2 separate regions of the Triticum aestivum genome follow, and region 1 is linked to region 2. A link is a contact called in public Hi-C data. All regions are on one chromosome and are shown on one strand. The core of a region is the stretch at or near the end of the contact, and the rest is flanking DNA. Distances in the headings are between cores, read along the strand shown. Region 1 holds the start of LOC123147479 (pre-mRNA-splicing factor SLU7). Region 2 holds the start of LOC123147476.

Region 1 (6,469 bases), core at 768-3,267, 430 kb after region 2:
CTCAATCTCTTTTTCACTTTGCCCAAGAAGAAGCTCACGAGGGATTGGTTCGTCAGATGCAGCATTCCCATACTTCTCCATAATTTTGTCCTTGCTTTCAGATTTCAACTTCTCCTTCTTGATCTTGAAACTCTTGTACAGTAGTTCAGCTTGAGATGGAGCTGCTTGCATATGGAAATCCTGCCCCTTGTCAAAAGCCTCCCATGCATGGACATTGAGTTGCTTGAACTCAAGAGCTTGTCCACTAAGTCTATTTTGGTTATCACCCTGCATCATAACAATATATCAGAATACTGAAGCTGATAGCATAGCCAAGCGGAGATTTGACGGAACTATGAACAGTGTAAGAAATTTAACTTGTATGTTCTCTATCACTTACCACATAGAATTTATCATTGGGGTCTGCATCTGGCAAAGGATCCTCACGCATCGAGCGGGTTTTTGGATCATAATATGCAGAGTTCACATCAAGATTCAGAAGATACTTTGCAGTGTCTTCTCTGATACGCAAATTCCTGTGAAGATCAATAATAAACATATGCATCAGAACCGATTCTTCATACATCTCAGGTTCACATGACCTAATATAATCTAGAATTTTGAAGGGACAACATTTGTTTCCAACAAGGACATACCTAACAGTTCCAGTGCTTCCACCGCCTGTTGTGCGCACACGCTTCTCTACCTTAGCAAAATCCATTTGAGCGCTCTCATCAACTTTAGCCTCATCTATCTTCAGGCCATCTTCTTCATCCTCTTCACTGCCCACATTCTCACCATCCTGCTCACCATCCTTCTCCTCGAGCTTCTTGAGCTGTTGTTCTTTCAGGAACTTTTTCCTGGCCTCTTCTCTAGCTTCATAATCTTGGATAACACGAGTGTAGGTTGATGTGTCATAACCATTCCAACGGTCACGCTTGCCATCATAATCAAGCTCAAACGACTCGACTTTCTCATCTGGTGCTATATTCATATTGGTATATTTAGCTCCAACATTCCGAGGTCGATCCATGCATGCCTTCTTATTGTGAGTCATGGCTCCACAGCTGAAATATCAAGAGACATTATCTGTAAGAAATGCTTCACTACAGAGTCCAAAGAACATTCATGCTAAGTACTTTAGGACTTCATTATGAAGTCGCGGTAAGGACTAACAAGAAAATCCACATAACGATGAGCATCAGTGCTGGACGAAAACTAGCAGCATGAGATGAACACCGCACTTACTTTTCGCAAGCGCCTTTTCTGTATTTGTTGGCCTGGAAAAGCCTGGCACCCCTATCGTACCACGCTTTTGTGTAATTCGGATCCGACTTCCATTTCCGCTGATGCTTCAAACTCTGAAACCCATCCAACCAACAAATCAGGGATCCACTAACCAAATCATCCCACACCGCAAAAACTAGAATTTTAATAGGGCACAAAACAACTTACCGGCTTCTCGGCGTTGAGATACCATGGGGCCGAGGACATATACTGCGGGATGTGAGGGTTAATCTCGTTTCCATCCTCGTCGACTTCGGCAGGGGCGAGCCCCGCCTTACGCGCCTCCTCAAGCTCGAGCTGCTTCCGGTGGTCCTCACGAGACTTGAACGATACTGCCATAAACGCAAAAATCACACAGCTAAGATAACTGTCGACGGTAATCCGACACCCCGATCAGAAATTAGGCAACGAAAAGCCCTCGCGGCTCCCAGCGAAACCCTAATTCCCTTCGAATCGAAACCGATTATGCCGCAGAATATGTCCCCGGATCTAAAATCGGAGAGAGTCCGCGCGGTTCACGATGCGAAATCCGCACCGGCGAGAACCGAAATAGGGTTAGGGTTTCGGGAAGATCGACTCACCTGAAGCGGTCGCCATGGCGCCTGCCTCTTCTAGTCTCGCCGGCGCTACGCGGCGGCGGCGACGAACGGCGCCGAGATAACGAGAGACGACGAGGAAAGAGAGGAACGCACCCAAACGAATTTGGAGGATTTTTTTTCTTTTCTTTGCGGTGCCAGTTATTATGCGTGGCGGCTAACCCGCAATGGTCCGACTCGGAAGCCGGGAGCCCACGGTGGTTACCGCCATAGTGAGAAACGTGGACCGTCAAAGCCCAGTAATCCATCCCGGCTCGTTCGGGGCTAGGGAAGAGCCCACAAAGGCCCAACTGCGGCGCCCCAACCCCACCTTCCGCAACGACCCACACAGATAGGACTCGCCGGCTGCTTCGCCGTCCCCTCGCCGTCGCGTCGCGCACAGGCTCTGAAACCCTACGCACCAAAACCGGCCACTCCCAATGGCGGCCGCGACGGCGACCGCTGCCGCACCGGCCGTGTTCGCCCCGGCGCTCGTCTCTCCCCTATCGCGCCGCGCCTTCTTCCCGCTCCCCCGTCGCGCCGGCCAGCCCGCCATCCCTCGGTCGCTGCGGTAATCCCGTACCACCTCGCCCTTTTTCTCTGTATTTTATTGAGGATTTACGGCTGGACGCGATAAATCCTTTTAATTTTTGCCGGGAACTGAAGGCTCTTGGCGTCGGCGTCCCCGAGGAGATGCGGGGTGGCCGTGAATGCGGCGGCGGCAGGGGCCGCTGACTTCAGCGACGATGAGAGCTCTTATGAGGTAGACGCTGAAATGGGCTACATGACCAGATTTCTGTCTAATATTGTGCACTTGCTGAACCTGTGTTTTGATTTTCTGCTGTTTCGGTGTTAGATTCTGGGCATTACCCCACTCGATAGCTTCGACAACATGAAGCTAGCATACAAGAGGAAGCGCAAGGAAGCAGAGGAGACAGGAGATGAGGACTTCTTGGCCAAGGTTACGCGCTGTATTGAAGATTGACTGATTGTTTGATTTTGGCTTGCACGCCTTATTAGTTTTGTTGTGGTGCACTAATAATGGTGGAGCTATTGGGATTTCAGCTGGAGAAAGCGTATGACACTGTGATGATGCAGCAGCTGCAGTATAGGAAGAAGGGGGTCACATATGGATCGGTTCAGGTTGGCTGTTATGGCATGCATGGATACTGATTTTTCATAATTGGGACATTCACAAATTACAAGATTCACATTGCATTTGTTCCATATGTAGATGTTTTAGATATATCCTATTTGTAGAAGGATAGAATGGAGTAACTAGACATATCCTATAGAAGGCATTGTCAGTCAAAGGTACGGTGCGGTTATAACTGCATTGTAAATATCCTAGGAAATGTACAGATGGATAGACTTGTAGGTTGAAACCATCTAAGTCCTTTCCTACTAATGTTCTCCACTTAATATGATTTTCTTCATTACTTGTCTCATTTACTTTCTGAATGTCAGGTATCAAAGGATATGTTCTCCACTTAATATGATTTTCTTCATTACTTGTCTCATTTACTTTCTGAATGTCAGGTATCAAAGGATATCAAGTACGCTGACAATCAACCAATAGTTCCTTGGGGACCTAGGTACATTTAAAAAGTTCAATATAAGGAATTTCTGTTTCCTTTTTCCGTCGACATTATTTTTGTGGGTTCACTTAATTTTTGTGATACACGTTATGAAAATGGCAAATTCATTCTCTTTATTACCCATGAACATCGTCATGAGAATGTTACTGGACAATTTTAACTCAGCAAGTCAGCATGATAAGCAGGCCTATCCCACAAGCGTGCATTGCCCTGTTTAATTCAGCCTTCTCCATGTTCATGCGTTTAATTTGATACCAAGGACCAATACTCTTATTCTGTATGGGCAGCACAACTTTTTTGTGACAAGGATATGTGCACCAAGCACTTGTAATTTGAATTAAACAGCAGCATGCATGTGAAGTTAATACTATTGATAAACTTATGCATCTTGCAGACCCTCCAAATCAGCAGTACAGGATGTGCGCATAAATATGGCAATATCAGCAGCAATTGTATGATCTTAACACATTCCTAGCTATTACTGGTCTATTCACTATCATGTTTTTATGCTTTTCAGTGTCTACTTTCTGGTTATTGTGACTATCACGTCGATATGATTATTCTCATAACAAATTAGATTGATTTAAAGTTACCAACTCTAAATATACTTAGGATAAGTTGTAATGCTTGAGCGTGCATTTGAAATTTCTGCATGCATGTTAATTTAGTGTTGTTATCAGTTAAGAAGTTACACCATCCTCCTAGTTAAAAGCAGATGTCGTATTAGCCTAAAAGTCTGGTGTTCAATACTTCTCATTTTGTGTTCTTCGGGTAATGTTTCCATTAAAATGCCCTTCTTAAGTATTGAATGCTATGAATTGCCTCTCTGAATGTCTTCACCGAAGTCTTTGTCTAAATGCTCCTATGTCTCCCTGGCCAATTTATTAAGGCCTAACATATAAAAAACTAAGGTGTTGACACTTTCCTCATCTTGTGTGCCCAAAGTTCAAATGCATCTATTTGGGCAAATGAAATTATGTTTATGGATATTTATTCGTTGACTAGAAGTGTATCTTTATTTTGCAAAAGATGTTAATTTCAGTTATATTGCAGGTTGTTTGCATTGCTATCATCGGTAATGCAGACTGGAAGCCTTTGCAGTTCTTGTGTTTTGCTTTCTTCTACAGAATACTTCAGAAGCTGAGGGTTACTGAGCCACCAATAACTCCAATATATAATGTGAGACCATTTCCTAGTCACTTACTAGCCTATAGTTAGCACATTACTGTACGGTGTTGAACCATTGTTGTCTGCGTGCATTTTATATGTATTCAGGAGTTTAACATAATCACATTTTCTGGTGCTTTCTGCAGGAGTATGGTGAGGTTGAGGGAAGAGGGGTACGAATGGCAAAACGTGTATTCCGCGCTTTGGGTTTGATATTTGGATGTGTATTCGCTGCGTCCCTGGTCAGTGGTGTTATCTTACACAATGCATTGCCGCTAGATTCTTCTTGGGTTTTCCTGCTGCAATGTTATCTACGACCGCTTGTAGTTTTTATTTGCATTTTGGCTGACTATTCTGTCTGATATTCTTTTCAGGGTTATACAATAGCTCTTAACTTGGTTGAGTTATCTTGGCAGCAGACTCCCCGTATTGTTTATTACTACCAGGTATAGTTAACATCAGTAACATGTTCATGGAGGGTAGCGTTCCATGTCAACAACATGCACATGCATGCTGGCTAGATTAACTTTTCGTCCTTGGCTGCATCACATCATCTAATGCTCACTTGTGATGTTTTAAATTATTGTGTGTAATTATTTGTTTCAGGAGTTGATTGTTACAGCAGCTGCCTCTGTTCTGCTGTGCATCACGGCTTCGTACTACCGGTAAACAGTACTGGAGGAGTTATATCCTGGCTTAGAAAACCTTTGGATGTTAGGACGAGGTGGGCAGCTTTCGGTGAGAGACTCCACACTTGTGTAGTGGTGCCACATTAGGGAAAAGCCAAGACGCGGACACAAATTTTTGAAATATACGTACTTGTGCCAGCATTTGAGGTAGAGAATTTTGGGTGCCTGCTTTTGTTTGAACAATTGTGGAACTTACTGTGCAAAAGGCGATGACTGGTGAACATATTTTGTGTGCATATCTAGCGGCGTAATGTATGAAGTTGAAAACATATCTGATTCTTATCCGTATGAAGACTGATGGGTCCTTTTAAGCCTTGTGCTTGTGGTTTGTTTTGGTATTGTCGGCAAACATGGCTTACTTTGTATTGTACTCCCTCCGTTCCAAGTTAATTGTAGTTCTAGGTTTGTCCTAAGTCTATCTTCTTTGACTTTGACCAAGTCTAGTGAAGTTGTAGGCTTGTCATAATTGAGTACTCCCTTCTGTTCCATAATATAAGAGCGTGTGTGGTCTCAAAAACGCTTTTATATTATGGAAAGGAGGGAGTACCTGCTTGTGGCAGCTAGTCTGGTCGAGGTTGTTTGGTTGATGCCCACAGCAGCCCTGCCAATCCATCGGCACGCCAAAATATTGGTGACCGATTTGGCCGCCAGCATCTCGCCCTGGAATTGGCTATCGAGTGAACTGGAAAGCGCCAATGGGCTTTGGCAAGCCAAAAATTTGGAGCCCAACCACACGGATACCAATGCAGCGGTCAACGCCAAAAAATTGGCTGGGCAGCTCACGGTAGCGATCCAAACACACCGGTGCAAAGCAGCACATCTCCAAATCGGAAGCTGCACAAAATTCGTACAGTTTGCAATTACTCAGTTAACCACTAGATAAGGAAAGATAAAACAGTCAATGTCCAGCATCTTTTGTGTAGGAGTAACGGTTTTCCAGCGCTCACTAACAAAAGTTCATTCTTAACCAAGGTGTTTTTTCAAGCCCTAGGCGCTGAGCAAAAGTTGTGCCTCTGCTTAGTGCAATGACACCTTAAGCGCTGAGGTCAGGGAACGGGAACTCACGGTCCAGCCACAGCGCTAGGTCGGGGAAGAAAGCCCGATGCGCAAGGTCTGACTTGCTCTCCTTTGTTCCCCTCACCCACTCTCCTTTGACTAACCCTAGGCGTCCAGC
Region 2 (7,175 bases), core at 3,421-5,920:
GGTTGACAGGAGGGTTGCAGATCTATATGATGGCACTCTTATGATTGCAGGTAAGGACTAAGTTACTGTGTGTCTTATTTTTAATGGCCTTCATCCATTGTGAATTTATCTAACTCTCTTTCTTCTACAGCTGGTGTGCTTGATCCTGAAGCCCACTACAAGCATGATCTTGCAAGCAATCCAGATTACATGCAAGCATTCACGATGGCAATTGAGAAGGTTGCAGAATCACCTGCAAATGCAGTGGCGGCACTGGACCAGTTCGAAACTTTTCGTTCTTCTAGCGGGAGGTTTGACAAAGATATTGCTCGACGTTAAAAAATGCTAGCACATTGGACCCAGCTTCTTGGTGGTCGTATTTTGGAGGAGAAGTAAAACTCCTTCAGGGCTATGCGATCCGAATTGTGTCCTGATGTATGTCCTCTAGTAGGTGCGAGCGAAACTGGAGCACATATGCATTGATGCATGCACAAGCGACAAATCAGCTTACCTCTGAAAAGCTTCACAAGTTGGTCTATGTCCGATACAATCTTAACCTGCGGTTCGAACAATCTAAAACAGATAAGGAAGAAAAGGATGGCAAGGGGAAAAAAGAGCTCGATCTTTGCAGATTGATGATGGATGTTGCACTATATGATAAAGAAAACCCTATCATGGATTGGCTGAAAAACCCCGGGAGTGCATCCTTGACTTCACTGGATGAAAAAGATGAATGTGATCTCCCTACACCATCTAGGGCTGTGATTGGTATGTTATGCAAAGGGAAATCAAGTGAAGATGTCCTTGACAAGCCAATCGGGGTTTTGGAATTGAAGAGGAACTGCACCCTCTCCAGCAGGAAGCAAAAGAGGAAAAGGGGGGAGATGGCTACTGATAATAATGGTTCGTTGCACGGAATGTCTACTAGGAAAAAGACGAAGGATCTCTCCAGCCTCTAGCCTTTTGCTGGCAGGAAATTCTGTTTAGAAGTTGCCAGCAAAGCGGGTTGCTATTCATGTTAATATTCAATTTCTCTGTTCTACTTCAGCAAGTATTAAATGATCTATCTAATTCAAGTGTCAACCTAACACTCATGACAGTTTTGTTGACTTCCTCTTTAGGTTAATCTGTCCTGGATAACCTTTGGATGTTGTGAATGGTGGCTATTCAGATGGATCCAACATTAGCTAAGAGCTGGGGTAGAACGGATGGCCAGTTCTGAAGCACAAGAGCCTGAAATCCAAAACATGGGGTGTTAGATCTTAGGGTTGTGATCTCTTGCTGATTTCGAACTCCAGATGCTGCATGCCAACTTGTGATTTTTAATGACCTCTCTGATCTTCTGCCTGTAGTAAGATGCTATGTTAGGTACCTTTTGAGAAATGTTCTAATGCTCGCTGGTTATCTAGTTTAATTTCCATGATGACTGTCGTTCTGCGTGCTCTGCTGAAACATTGTGCGCCTTTGGAATCTCTGATCGATGGTGCCAAAAGGAAGTATATCTATAGGCATAAATGTTTCTTCAATCCCCTTTTCTTGTCACTAACGTGGGAATTCATGTGCTTTCAGAGCGACCGTTCTCCCTAAAGTTTGCTTCAATAACATATACAGTAGATTATTTGTTCGATTGTTTTCCACTTTACGCCAAGAAAAATATGCAGCAACACAATCCAGTAGCATTGACAAAACTGTTAAAAAAAGAATTTGTCATAGATATCAAGTGGTAATACAAGAGCAGATGTACATATGCACAGCCATATCACTTCACATGGGGAGGGAGAGGGATGCTGGCTTCGGGTCCAAAAACTGTACACAACACAACCGAGCCCAACATCCTACATACAGTCCAATGATCAAAGGGAACCCATGTCTAACAATTGCATGCTTCGCGTTAGCCGGAATCTTGTGTTCAAGAGACATTGCCCCCAAAGATCAAGCTCCAAGCAGGGAATCATCAAGAAACACCAACCTTGCTGTTCTCAGATCCGGGTTCATTTTAGTCTTCAAGAAGGATCAACTTTGCCGATGGTGGCACCGATCTTCGCCAGTGTGGTGTACAAACCCTACTATGTGTCTGGGTGTCACACTCTTCAAACCAAAATCGGAATGTTAAAGCTTGCGCCAAACTCCATTCATGGGAAACTCATGTAACTGTTGACTAACGTTTTCACTGGGATCACAACGGTCTTGCTGAGCACAAACAGCACAAGGGTTAGCTCGAGCATCAGGATCGTGTTGAGGAATGTCCGGTCGACAATCCAACCGTATAGTGTGATGCCCCCAGGGTTGGTTAGCAGATAGAGCACTGCAGTGCACAAGTGTAGAATAAAATGCATGAGCACTGTATGAAGGAAAATAAAACATTATGCATGTACTGCTAGCATAAAAAAAAAGATTTAGCGACACAACTTGAAGGAAGCTTTAAAGCGAGGTTTATCAATGCAAAATTTAAAGGAAGCATTAGCTTACTAACCAAGCGATTCTCTCTTGTGGTATGAAGACATATAAGATGCCAATTGAGCTGTGTTATGAGAATTGCCTTGCATTGAGCCACTTTCCATAGACTCCAAGTCACTTTCCGAGTAATCTCTCAGAAACATATGCGCTGGAAAGGGCACAAGGTTCCCAGAATCATTTGGGGTGCTCACGTATGTAGAATCACTCGAGCATGTCGCTAAAGCATGCCATCGACTAGCTATTGCGGCAATGTTTTGAGCTCTGTGAGAAATTTTAGCAGCTCCATGTAAACAAAGGACAAGGCCTACAACTTGAACAACTGAAGATACCTGCAGCAGAAAATTTATGATCTGATATTATTTACACCACATACAGAAGGGGAAGTTTATGATGTTTTTGGAATAAACGAACATATGGTACTCACAGCTATATCACCACCATTGGTGAAATTGATTGGCCCGTTGTATGCTGTTGTCTTGTAAAGAATGGCGAACTGGCTTGCTGTAACAGAAAAGAAGAGCAGCAAAAGGAACATGCGGAACCTGTGACTGATTTTGGAGAGATTATGGCGGAGCTGCAGGTGCTCTTTCAAATAGACTAGAGGATCCGCGTCTTGCTCTACAACTTTTCCGTAATCATCAAAGTGTATAACTTGTAGATTGCAAACCAAGTTGAAAAGCATGCAGGAAGACAACACAATTGTGGTCAAATACATCCATGACATGATGGAAGCAAATAGCACAATGCATGACCTCCAAATTGACTGATGGAACATGTGGGAAAAGCGGAACATCTCTCGAGTGACCTTCACAGCAAGGCATGGCAATATCCACCACATAAGTGTTCGGAAGAAGTCCTGTCATTGGGGTCGCAGCACTTGTCAACACAAAAATCGAATGACAAAACTCATACACATTATGAGTGATGAATGAATAATGTTTGCAGTCCTAGTCACGGAATTTCATAATTCAAATTTCCACTAGAAATAACTAAACCTATGACTAGTAGAGACTAATCAAACAGACATGTGGCACAAACACAAACCTGCCAGTGCATGACTGCAACACACCCATGGCCCCGCTCACATGCGGACACAAGCAGGCACATGCTGACATGCATATACTACAACATATATAACCGAGAATCGATCACCTCGACCCACCCTCAAGTAAGGACAGGCCCATGAATCCAGGGCGGCAGAAATATATATTAAAAAAAGGATCCAGACAGGAGGTTTCAGATTTTCAGTAGGTTAGCAGATGGGCTGCAACAAGGAAACCTCCTGAATCTAAGCACCATCTTACATCCACAGTCTCAAGACTCCCAATGTATTGTTTCTTCCTAAATCCATGCACAACGCAAAGCAATCATATGCTCCCTGATTTCACTTAATTTATCATTCAGTTGCACTATGTTTCGACAAAATGGCGCGGAGCACGGTTGCACTTGATCATCTACTAGTCAGTATAACAAGAAATTCATCCGGCTGCTCGCTTTGAAGATGAATCCAGACAAGTTCCTTGCCTCATTTCACAGCTAAATCAGGATACCAAAGCTCTCACAAAAATTCCCCCAATCAACGGGCCATATGGAAAAGTTACTACTAGGCATTCGTCCGCAAGTCATGGAAGCACACGCCAAAATTGAGCTCTGCGAGACAGCACCTGGATCCTGACGACGTACTCCTTCTGGAAGCGGATCCGCATGCCAAGCTCCGGGTCAACGAAGAGGAACTTGCGGAGGCCGTACATGGCCATCTTCCGCGACACGCAGGCGACGGCGACGGCCGCGGCCGCCGCCTGCGACATCATGACGCACACCTCGAACATCTCAACCTCGAAGTCGTCGCAGACCCGCTCGTGCTTGCGGCATGGGGAGAGGCTCACGGCCATCGCGGGCAGCGCGACGCCCACCACCGCCAGCGCGGACGCCGCGAAGGCCACGCCGAGAGGGGTCGAGGCAGAGAGCCCCGACACCGCGAGGAACGCCTCGAGCCGCCGGAGCCACCGCGCCAGCGGCGCGTCTGCGTCGGCGCCGGAGCCGGCGAGCGAGAGCAGCGGCACGGAGATCGCCAGGTGGTTCTCCGACAGTGGCCGATTCGGCGGCCTGCTTAGTGACGGAGGCAGCGGCGGCGGCATAGGCGGCGGGGACGGTGCTCCGGCGAGGCGGTCGCCGTTGGCCATGAGGGCGGGAAAGGGGAGGAAGGAGGGGTACGCCGCACAGGTGTAAAATGCCGGCGGTTGGAAGGCGGGGACGAGGAAGTGGGCCCTTTTATTCTGCTCGGGGGCACGTGGGGCCGCACTGGTGAGCGGCGAGCCCACATGTCGGTGGGGGGCAGGTGTTTTTTTTTTACAGAACGGTGGGGGAGCAGGTTGGAGTGGCGAGGGAGCGAAGAGATCTGTGCTTTGGGTATCTCCGGTGTTGCGTGCGACGCCGGGGAAGTGAAGGGACACGTGGCGGGGATCCCAGGACGGTGTAGGTGCCTTTGCAAGGTGCCTTTCGATTTGCGTGTGAAGGATGCCAGAAAGGTTCCACATGGCTGGCTACGGTTCGTAGCCTCACGGACAGGGAGCAAAATCGAATTTTATTTTACAAAACTACCTAAAATCTCAGAGGAATACGCATTTTTTATATTGTACTTTCGCCGTCTCCGGGTTTATTAGACTCCTTCGTACTTTGAATCAAATTTTAACTATTTACTCCATCCGTCCACGAATAAATGTATATCTGCATCAACTTTATAGAAAAAAATAACAACATGACACTAAATTAGTATCACTAAATTCATTTTAAAATGTACTTTCATAATATGTCAATTTGATTTCATATATGCTACTGCTTTTTTCTAAAGTTGATCAAAATTAAAAATATTTGACTTAACACAAAAGGTAGAAGTACTTATTCATGAACAGAGGGAGTATATAACTAACAACATATGATTTATATTATGGAAAATGATTTTAATCAGTCGGCCGATCTAGCGTAGGGCGTCCGCCACCTCCCTTGCTCAACACGTGGTCTACATGAGCACATCTCTCTTTCTCATCTCATCTCTGCAACAGCGGTGGTGTTGTAGAATGGTGGCAGCGGACGACGACTGTGCAAGTGCGAGACACGACCGGAGATGTTGTTGCAATTTTTGCAACATAGGTCTTGTTGCAGAAAATTAGATGTGTCGGATATGAGTTTACAACTTCTACAATAAGAGTACTGTTGCAGAAAATTAGAGAAAAAGATGTTTGCGCAACATGAGTCTTGTCAGGAAATTAGAGAAGAGAAGGTTTTACAATAAGGATTGTGTTATAGAAAATTAGAGAAGTGAAGGTTTTGCAACAAAGGTCTTGTTGCAAGAGGAACGATATGGACATGCTGCATCAACAAATCGGACGGGTGGCGGATTTCGCCGACCGACGTGTAGCACGCCCCTTATAGTATGCTATAAAAAGTCTATGGTTGAATTTTTATTCGAAAGAAGATTCTAATCATGTAATTTTTGTGACATATAAATCATAAAATTCCGTTGCATTCTCGTTGCACTTCCCTAACAATTGATTGCTAGGGCAAACTCTGTTGGGGAACGTAGCAGAAATTCAAAAATTTTCCTACGCGTCACCAAGATCTATCTATGGAGAAACCAGCTACGAGTAGAAGGAGAGTGCATCTACATACCCTTGTAGATCGCTAAGCGGAAGCGTTCAAGTGAACGGGGTTGATGGAGTCGTACTCGTCGTGATTCAAATCACCGATGATCAAGTGCCGAACGCACGGCACCTCCGCGTTCAACACACGTACAGCCCGGTGACGTCTCCCACGCCTTGATCCAGCAAGGAGAGAGGGAGAGGTTGAGGAAGACTCCATCCAACAGCAGCACAACGGCGTGGTGGTGATGGAGGAGCGTGGCAATCCCGCAGGGCTTCGCCAAGCACCATGGGAGAGGAGGAGGAGGGAGAGGGGCAGGGCTGCACCAACGAGAGATCAAATCGCGTGTTATGGGCAGCCCCTAGGCCTCATATATATAGGGGAAGGGGAGGGCTGCGCCCCCTTTAGGGTTTCCCACCCCAAGGGGCGGCGGCCAGCCTCCAGATGGCATCTGGTGCGGCGGCCAAGAGGGGGGGAGGAGTCCATCCTCCCCAAGGCACCTCGGAGGTGCCTTCCCCCTTGAGGACTCTTCCCTCTAGGGTTCCCTAGGCGCATGGGCCTCTTGGGGCTGGTGCCCTTGGCCCATGTAGGCCAAGGCGCACCCCCTACAGCCCATGTGGCCCCCCGGGGCAGGTGGCCCCACCCGGTGGGCCCCCGGGACCCTTCCGGTGGTCCCGGTACAATACCGATGACCCCGAAACTTGTCCCGATGGCCGAAACAGGACTTCCTATATATAAATCTTTACCTCCGGACCATTCCGGAACTCCTCGTGACGTCCGGGATCTCATCCGGGACTCCGAACAACATTCGGTAACCACATACAAGCTTCCTTTATAACCCTAGCGTCATCGAACCTTAAGTGTGTAGACCCTACGGGTTCGGGAGACATGCAGACATGACCGAGACGTTCTCCGGTCAATAACCAACAGCGGGATCTGGATACCCATGTTGGCTCCCACATGTTCCACGATGATCTCATCGGATGAACCACGATGTCAAGGACTCAATCGATCCCGTATTCAATTCCCTTTGTCTATCGGTATGTTACTTGCCCGAGATTCGATCGTCGGTATCCAATACCTTGTTCAATCTCGTTACC

Evidence for each region. Hi-C and Micro-C count contacts between places; a contact is called where the count stands out from the background.
Region 1: a contact with region 2 is called in a Hi-C map of leaf, with 4 times the contacts expected there. The contact joins the promoter of LOC123147479 here to the promoter of LOC123147476 in region 2. A contact is called at or near these places in 2 of 5 Hi-C or Micro-C datasets (both in leaf) and 1 of 1 datasets of contacts at active chromatin or transcription factors (leaf).

The regions. Positions count from the first base shown.
Region 1 is chr7A:447,778,512-447,784,980 of IWGSC CS RefSeq v2.1, forward strand. It overlaps LOC123147479 (pre-mRNA-splicing factor SLU7), which reads right to left and starts at 2,018. Exons shown (of 9, transcript XM_044566737.1): 1 at 1,848-2,018; 2 at 1,435-1,598; 3 at 1,228-1,340; 4 at 636-1,046; 5 at 380-515; 6 at 1-267. The coding sequence starts at 1,863. LOC123147480 reads left to right here and starts at 2,125. Exons shown (of 10, transcript XM_044566738.1): 1 at 2,125-2,412; 2 at 2,508-2,604; 3 at 2,698-2,802; 4 at 2,907-2,984; 5 at 3,381-3,436; 6 at 3,834-3,891; 7 at 4,493-4,618; 8 at 4,753-4,848; 9 at 4,981-5,052; 10 at 5,213-5,606. The coding sequence starts at 2,282. The coding sequence ends at 5,275.
Region 2 is chr7A:447,342,638-447,349,812 of IWGSC CS RefSeq v2.1, forward strand. It overlaps LOC123147476, which reads right to left and starts at 4,671. Exons shown (of 4, transcript XM_044566728.1): 1 at 4,101-4,671; 2 at 2,861-3,292; 3 at 2,453-2,765; 4 at 1,671-2,284. The coding sequence starts at 4,619. The coding sequence ends at 2,112. It overlaps LOC123147477, which reads left to right. Exons shown (of 4, transcript XM_044566733.1): 2 at 1-50; 3 at 131-882; 4 at 1,101-1,505.